Regions from separate parts of the Pan troglodytes genome. Here region 2 is linked to region 1. Evidence: chromatin contacts called from public HiChIP or PLAC-seq data. All regions are on one chromosome and are shown on one strand. Each heading gives the region's core, a stretch centred on a gene start, on an enhancer-like site or on the middle of the called end of the contact. The rest is flanking DNA. Distances are from core to core; before and after follow the strand shown. Region 1 holds the start of TMEM120B (transmembrane protein 120B). Region 2 holds the start of PSMD9 (proteasome 26S subunit, non-ATPase 9).

What was found. HiChIP or PLAC-seq counts read pairs in DNA pulled down with a chosen protein or histone mark.
Region 2: a contact with region 1 is called in an H3K4me3 HiChIP or PLAC-seq map of stem cell-derived excitatory neurons, with 2.6 times the contacts expected there. The contact joins the promoter of PSMD9 here to the promoter of TMEM120B in region 1. A contact is called at or near these places in 1 of 7 Hi-C or Micro-C datasets (stem cell-derived neural progenitor cells) and 1 of 1 datasets of contacts at active chromatin or transcription factors (stem cell-derived excitatory neurons).

What each region holds. Positions count from the first base shown.
Region 1 is chr10:128,544,365-128,548,254 of NHGRI_mPanTro3-v2.0_pri, forward strand. TMEM120B (transmembrane protein 120B) reads left to right here and starts at 2,304. Exons shown (of 12, transcript XM_024348095.3): 1 at 2,304-2,548. The coding sequence starts at 2,480.
Region 2 is chr10:128,723,442-128,727,895 of NHGRI_mPanTro3-v2.0_pri, forward strand. PSMD9 (proteasome 26S subunit, non-ATPase 9) reads left to right here and starts at 1,505. Exons shown (of 6, transcript NM_001246400.1): 1 at 1,505-1,713. The coding sequence starts at 1,576.

The sequences.
Region 1 (3,890 bases), core at 1,054-3,553:
CTTTAGCACAGAGCTTGGTGTTCCAAAGGCCACAAGGGGTTTTAGACCTTGGACCCTGGACATGTTCCAAGACGCTTTTACATTATGTCAGACATATAAGCCCTGCCTCAGCTTCTCCCAACACTCAGCTTTTCCCAACACACTACAGCCTCGACCTCTGGAGCTCAAGTGATCCTCTCATCTCAGCCTCCCAAGCAGCTGGGAATACAGGCTTGTACCACAATGCCCAGCTAATTTTTGTATTTTTAGTAGAAATGGGGTCTCACTATGTTGGCCAGGCTGGTCTCCAACTCCTGGCCTCTAGTGATCTGCCCACCCCGGCCTCCCAAAATGTTAGGATTACAGGCGTGAGCCACCATGCCTGGCCGGAAAGGGTGTCTTTTTAAGAGAGGACACACACAGACATGCACACAGGAAAGAAGACGGTGCAACAGGGTAGAGATTGGGGTGATGCAGCTGTGAGCTAAGGAACGCCAGTGAAGGAGTCCCCCGCCACCACATACACCCACAAGCTATGAGGGAAGGATTCTGCCCAGAGCTTCAGAGGGAGCACTGCTCTGCTGACACCTTCCTCTCAGATTTCTAGATGCCAGAACTGTGAGACAATACATTTCTTTCTTTTCTTTTTTTCTTTCCTTCCTTCCCTCCCTTCCTTCCTCTTTCTCTCTCTCTTTTTTGAGACTCAGTTTCACTCTTGTTGCCTAGGTTGGAGTGCAATGGCACGATCTCGGCTCACCACAACCTCCACCTCCCTGGTTCAAGTGATTCTCCTGCATCAGCCTCCTGAGTAACTGGGATTACAGGCTTGTGCCACCACACCTGGCTAATTTTTTTTTGTATTTTTAGTAGAGACGGGGTTTCTCCATGTTGGTCAGGCTGGTCTTGAACTCCTAACCTCAGGTGATCCTCCTGCCTCAGCCTCCCAAAGTGCTGGGATTACAAGCGTGAGCGACCGCGCCCGGCCTCCTTCTTTATGAGACTGGGTCTCGCTCTGTTACCCAGGCTGGGGTGCAGTGGTGCAATCATAGCTCACTGCAGCCTTGACCTCCCAGGCCCAAGGAATTCTCGGACCTCAGCCTCCGGAGTAGCTGGGACCACAGGCGCGTGCCACCACACCCAGCTAATCTGTAAATTTTTTGTAGAAACAGGGTCTCCTTATGTTGCCCCAGTTGGTGAGAATACATTTCTATTGTTTAAACTACCCAGGTCGTGGTTATGGCAGCCCTAGCAACGAACACAGGGGGCCGGGCACGGTGGCTCATGCCTGTAATCCTAGCACTTTGGGAGGCGGATTACTTAAGGTCAGGAGTTCGAGAGCAGCCTGGCCAACACTGCAAAACCCCGCCTCTACTAAAAATACAAAAATTAGCTGGATGTGGTGTAACCTGGCTACTCCAGAGGCTGAGGTATGAGACTCACTTGATTCCGGGAGGCGGAAGTTGCAGTGAGCTGAGATCACACCACTGCACTCCAGCCTAGGCGACAGAAAAAAAAAAACACCCATAAAAATAGAAGAAAAAAGAAAGATAAAAAAGTAAAGTAACACAGGTGTCATTTGAAACTGAGGCCTGAATGATGAAAAAAGGGCACGTCGTATGAAGATTTAGAGGGAAGAAAGTTCCATGCAAGGTCAGGAAGAGAAAAAGCAATGGCTGGAGGGTACGAGTCCAGGGCGGTGAGACAGAAGGGACTGGAAAGCTAGGCAGGGGCAGTTCTTGCAGAACTTGGCAGAGGAGGGGACAGAACTGGATTTAATCAGCTTGGAGGCGGTTGTCCCTTGAGCGACAGAAACAGCTGTTAAGAACGTCACCCAGAGCGTTAGAGGGCAGGAATCTAGGATGTATTAGCTGCAGGACATAATAATGACAACGTGAAATGACCGTGCCCTCTCTGCGCTGCGCCGCCCGGCCCCCGACCTTGCTGGATGGTCGATGTCAGCGCCAGCCTTCCGGGGCGCTGGCCTGGGCTCAGGTCAGGCAATGACCAGGGGCCGGTGAGCTTTCATTTCACCTCCCCCAAATCTCCTTTCCCCAAACTCTAGACACCCCCAAAACACACAATCTAAGTCAAATAATCTCTGCAAATGCAACCTGCAGACAAGTCCCCCAACTCTTCCTGGAAGAGACAGATTCTGGAGGCGCAGAGGCACTGCCAAGGGGGCCGCAACAGACCCCGCAAGACCTTGCAAGCCTGCCTTGTCCCGGTCGGGAACGCCGCACGCGGGGTGGGGGGGGGGGGCGCGGGGGGGCACGGGGCGCGGGGGGGCACATGCGCACGCGCGGCCCCGCCTCCCAGGCGTGGGGCGGGGCGGGCCCCGGGGCGGGGCCGTGACGTCAGTTGCGCGCGTGGCTCTGGCTGCGCAGGAACAGCTGGTGCTTCCGAGGGCGGTCGGCGAGCGCGCGGGCGTGGGGCGCTGGGGGCCCGGTCGGGCAGCGCTGCGGGAGCAGCCGCCGGCACCGCCGCCTTGCACCATCGCATCATGTCCGGGCAGCTGGAGCGTTGCGAGCGCGAATGGCACGAGCTGGAGGGAGAATTTCAAGAACTGCAGGTAGGGCCAGGCCACCTGGTCCCGCAACTCTGCTGCCCGCGGTGCAGCGCTTTGCCCTTCCTGAGCCCCCCGGCCCGGGCGGTGGGGACAGTCAGGGCCTAGGGAGTGCCCCGGAGAGGCCCTGGGGGCGGACGGGAGGCATGGACCAGCCCCCTCCCATCACCCGGCGCTTCAGCTCTACGTCCACGTGGGGCGCCGGGTCGCAGCCCCCTCTTCCGCCGTCCTCCCACTGGCTCTCTGCTCCACTCACCCCCTTCGCTGCAGAAAGTTGGTCTGTGGCCTCTGAGGCAAGTTCCAGGCGTGTTCATCTGTGGGGGTGGTTCAAAGAGAACAGCCCAGCCCCCACCTCTGCAGGGTCTCCCCAAATCTCACCCCGCCCCCTCCCATCTGCTTTTGGTAGCTCAGCTCCCACCCCGTGCTCTGGCGGGGCAGCACTATCCTGCAGCTCTGTTTTGGGAGGTGTACTTAAGAGCTGTTCACCTTGAACCTCTAGGTTGTGCTTGGGGATTAGGGACCCCTATTTCCTGTCTTTGGGGGCTCTGACGCTGCTGCAGGCTGAGTTTAGCGTGGAGAGCGTCTGTCAGTTCGGACAGCTGAGTAGCCTCACCCAGTGATAGAGGAAACTCCCAGCTCTATCCTTCTGGCCCGGAGCCTTACACGGGGTGGAGTGAGGGCGGGTGTAAGGCGGGGGTCCCCTGAGAGAATGGCATTGCTGCTGGGTGTGGGGAGCGGTCCTGGCAGCAGTTGTTCCTGCTAAGAGGTTCAGAGAGGCCCCAGCTACCTACCGTGTTGACTAGAGACGCCTCAGGAAACCTTGGGGTTGACCAAGAGGGACTCGGTGACTATTTTTGAAGACAGGGCTGTTCCCTCTCCAGTCACGGGATTGTTTTTCGGGGGGTTGGTTTTGCCTGAAATTACATTGCACAGTATCACCCCAGTTCTCTCATTTGGAGCAGTGACATTGTCCCTGTCCATGTACCTCTTGTCTGCAGTTCAGTTGGCCTCCTACAGTGTGCAGAGGGGAGAGGAGGTTGCCAAGGGTGTCTCTGATGGGTCTTTCTAGACACGTGGCTGTAGATTCTGATCAATAGACAGAGGGTTGCTGGAGAGCCGGGGCAGGAATGGGGGTGCCCTTTCAGGCATGAATAGAGGGGAAGGGACCTAGACACATCTCGACCTGTCCAGCATGTGTAGGTTGATGCCTTCTCTTCTAGGGCCTGGGTCCCATCCGGTTCTCAGGGGACTGTTTTGGCTCCACTCCCACGGAGAAGACTCAGCCACTTCTTGTTTTGTTTTGTTTTGTTTTTGTGACAGAGTCTCACTGTCACCCAGGCTGGAGTGC
Region 2 (4,454 bases), core at 255-2,754, 180 kb after region 1:
ACCTAAGGGATCCTCCTGCCTTGATCTCCCAGCATAATGGGACTACAGGTATGAGCCACTGCACCTGTATTTCTCTCTCTCTCTCTCTCGATAATGTTAGAAATGTTAGTTTATTTTTGAGGGGTGCGGTGGCTCACTCCTGTAATCCCAGCACTTTGAAAGGTCGAGCTGGGCTGGATCACTTGAGGCCAGGGGTTCGAGACCTCAGCCTCCTGAGTACCTGGGATTACAGGTGTGTGCCACCACACCCGGCTAATATTTTATATTTTTGGTAGAGACAGGGTTTCACCATGTTGGCGAGGCTAGTCTCGAACTCCTGACCTCAAATGATCTGCTTGCCACAGCCTCCCAAAGTGCTGGGATTATAGGCATGAGCCACCACACCTGGCCCATTGCATTTAGTTGATGCACATCTTTAGTGTTCTTACATCTAGGCAATTGCATATCCTCCTCCTTTCTCTGTCCCCCACCCCTTATTCCCCATGTGTATTTCACAACATTGACTTTTTTTGAGGTTTTCAGGCCAGTTGTTTTGAAGTATGTCCCTTCTTTTGGATATGTCTGTTTTCCAATGATTAGATTCAGGGCAAACATGTTTGAATACTACACAGATGACCGCTGAGCCCTTTTCAAGACAAAATATTAGAGGCACATGGTCAGATATCAAAGTTGATTGTTTAGGTAAGCTGGGTTGGAATTTTGGCCTCACATTTTGCTAGTTGGGTAAATTGGTTATTGAGACGGTTTTCTCAGCTGTCAAATTGGGATGTAATAATCTAGCTTCATGAGGTTGTTGAATTAATATATGTAAGGCATTTAGAACAGCGTCTGGCACATTATAAGTATCAATAAATACACACTGTTACCGTTATTATTATCACTACGATTTTTAGAGGCCTTAACAGGAACATCCAGCACCTTCAACAGTATATGGCTCATAGGAATCATTCCATGAATATTTGTTAGCAGAAGGACAGCTCTATGAGATAGATTGCTATCAATTACTGCCCCATTTTACAGATGAGGAAACTGAGGCCCAGAGAAGCCAAGTAGTGACCTAGGGTCACACAGATTGCCGTTAAGTGGCAAGATACGGGGTGTGTACTCAGGCATATCGGATCTGTAAAGTGAGGGATAAGGAACCTTAATGTATTTTGTAAATCCTCCAGGGCTGTGTGGATGTGAAGAACTGAATTGGAGCGCCACGCAGCGGTTCTCTGGCGTACAGTATCCATCCATACAGTAGGCGCTCAATAAATGTCTGCGGCACGAATGAGAAAATGAGTCAGCTGGGGCGAGATCATCCCCTAGCGTTGGTGTGCAATTGCGTGGGGATCCATTGCTTCCGACGCTACTCCTGCCGGGTCACCACAGGCGCACGTGTTCCGGCAGGGCGCGGCTTCCGGTGACCCAGCTCCGCCCTAAGCCCCATCCCAAGCCCCGCCCCTTAACTGTTCTCGCGTTCGCGGACGGCTGTGGTGTTTTGGCGCATGGGCGGAGCCGTAGTTACGGTCTACTGGGGCGTCGTCCCTAGCCCGGGAGCCGGGTCTCTGGAGTCGCGGCCCGAGGTTCACGATGTCCGACGAGGAAGCGAGGCAGAGCGGAGGCTCCTCGCAGGCCGGCGCCGTGACTGTCAGCGACGTCCAGGAGCTGATGCGGCGCAAGGAGGAGATAGAAGCGCAGATCAAGGCCAACTATGACGTGCTGGAAAGCGTGAGTGTGGGTTCGGGGCGCCCCAAGTCGCCTAACCCGGCCCGGAGTCCCTGGGGTACTGGGATGCCAGGGCGGCCTCAGTTTGGGCGCTCCGCAACGGATCTCCCTGGGAGGCCCAAGGCGCCGCAAGTGCGGCCTCTGTCGGCACAAGAAGGCAGGCAAAGAACTTTAGCAACTGAAGAGTTAGCCATATTGATATCCAGCAAGAGTTTATGGAGCCCTACTGTGTGCTAGGCGCTGGTTTAAGTGCTGTGCATTGTTGAGTTAATTTAATCTTTGCAACAACCCTTTGAGATGGATGCTGTTACTCTTTCCATTTTAGGGAGGGGGAAACAGGTGTTACTTGGTGATTAAACAGCTGTCTTGTGCCTCGCTGACTGCCTTATCTTAATTTTGTACTTTTTGTAAAGACAGAGTCTCGCTGTGTTGCCCAGGTTGGTATCGAACTCATGGCCTCAAGCGATCCTTCCACCTCGGCCTTTCAAAGTGCTGGGATTACAGGCGTGAGCTACTGCACCCGGCATTTGCTGATTGTATCGTGAATTCTTAAACTTCAGTGTGTATATGAATTGCCTGGGGATCTTATTAAAATGCAGATTTTGTTTGAGGCGAGGGAGCAGATTCTGCATTTGTAGCAAACTCCCAGCAATGCTGATGCTAGTGGTCTAAGGACCGAACTTTGAGTTACAAATAAGGCTCATCATCCTTATTGCATAAGGAGGAAACTGAGGCCCAGAGTGGGGCAAACGCCTATCTAAGGTCATGTAGTTCGGAAGTGGCAGTGGTGGGTCTGGCTCAAAAGCTGATGCAGGTTTTCTTATGCCATCTAGTGTAAAATCACAGATCAGTTTGCAGAGGAAGATGCAATTAATTATGCCCAAGTAGGGTGGGATGGAATGCATTTTAGGTGATGTAAGATGAAGTTTCTTTTTTTTTTTGTCTGAGACGGAGTCTCGCTTTGTCACCCAGGCTGGAGTGCGGTGGCTCAATCTCGGCTCACTGCAGCCTCTGCCTCCTGGGTTCAAGTGATTCTCCTGCCTCAGCCTCCCGAGTAGTAGGGATTACAGGCGAGCGCCAGTACGCCAGGCTAATTTTTTATTTTAAGTAAAAGCAGGGTTTCACCATGTTGGTCAGGCTGGTGTTGGATTCCTGACCTCAGGTGATCCGCCCACCTTGGCCTCCCCAAGTGCTGGGATTACAGGCGTGAGCCACCGCGTCCGGCCATAAGATGAAGTTTCATACGGAGGGCCAGAGAACCATTTTACTGGGTGCTGACTATATGCTCGAAGTGGGATTCAGACTTCAGGTCTGTTACATTCAGAACCTGTGCTTTCAAGCAAATTACCAGCAATTTCTCAAACTTTAGTTTACTTTCTACCACATGCAGTATACTATATGCATATACCACTTGTGTTATTCCTTTGATATTTTTATTTAAATAGATCTACTTTTAATCTTATATAAATGTATTATTATTGTTATTATTATTATTGAGACAGGGTCTCGCTCTGTTGCCCAGGCTGGAGTTCAGTGGCACCATCTTGGTTCACTGCAGCCTCAATCTCCTGGTGTCAAGCAATCCTCCCACCTCAGCCTCCCAAGTAGCTGAGACTGCAGGTACATGCCACCACGCCCAGCTAATTTTTGTATTTTTTGTAGCTACGGGGTCTCACTATGTTGCTTGCTCAAACTGGTCTGAAACTCCTGGGCTCAAACAGTCCTCCTGCCTCTGCCTCCCAAAGTGTTGGGGTTACAGGCATGAGCCACAGTGCCTTGCCCATAAATGTATTTTAAAAGGAAATTTCAAAACTCCGCTGCATATGGAAAATGATAATCTCTTCTCTTAAATATAAGGTCAGATGCTTTGCATGTTGATACGGCATGTTGGTTGCTTCTGGCTAGCTGCTGTTGCTTGCTGAAAGCTTTCAGCCTGAAACCGTGCTCTATATTTGTTTTTAAAAAGTGGGTTTGGGCCGGGCGTGGTGGCTCACGCCTGTAATCCCAGCACTTTGGGAGGCCGAGGCGGGTGGATCACCTGAGGCCAGGATGGTCTCGATCTCCTGACCTCGTGATCCGCCCGCCTCGGCCTCCCAAAGTGCTGGGATTACAGGCTTGAGCCACCGCACCAGGCCTACAAAAAATTTTTTTAAAAAATTAGTTGGGCGTGGTGGTGCATGCCTGTAGTCCTAGCTACTTGGGAGGCTGAGGCAGGAGGATTGCTTGAACCCTGAATGTTGAGGCTGCAGGGAGCTATAATTGCACCACTGCACTCTCTTGTGGGTGACAGAGTGAGACGCTGTCTCTTTAAAAAAAAAAAAAAAAGGCCGGGTGCGGTGGCTTACACCTGTAATCCCAGCACTTTGGGAGGCCGAGGCGGGCGGATCACGAGGTCAGGAGATCGAGACCATCCTGGCTAACACGGTGAAACCCCGTCTCTACGAAAAATACAAAAAATTAGCTGGACGTGGTGGCCAGCGCCTGTAGTCCCAGCTACTCTGGAGGCTGAGGCAGGAGAATGGCCTGAACCCGGGAGGTGGAGCTTGCAGTGAGCCAAGATTGCGCCACTGCACTTCAGTCTGGGTGACAGAGCGAGACTCCGTCTCAAGGAAAAAAAAAAAAAAAAAGACTGGGCATGGTGGCTCACGTCTGTAATCCCAGCACTTTGGAAGGCCGAGGCGTGTGGACCGCTTGAGGTCAGGAGTCCGAGACCAGCCTGGCCAACATGGTGAAACCCCGTCTCA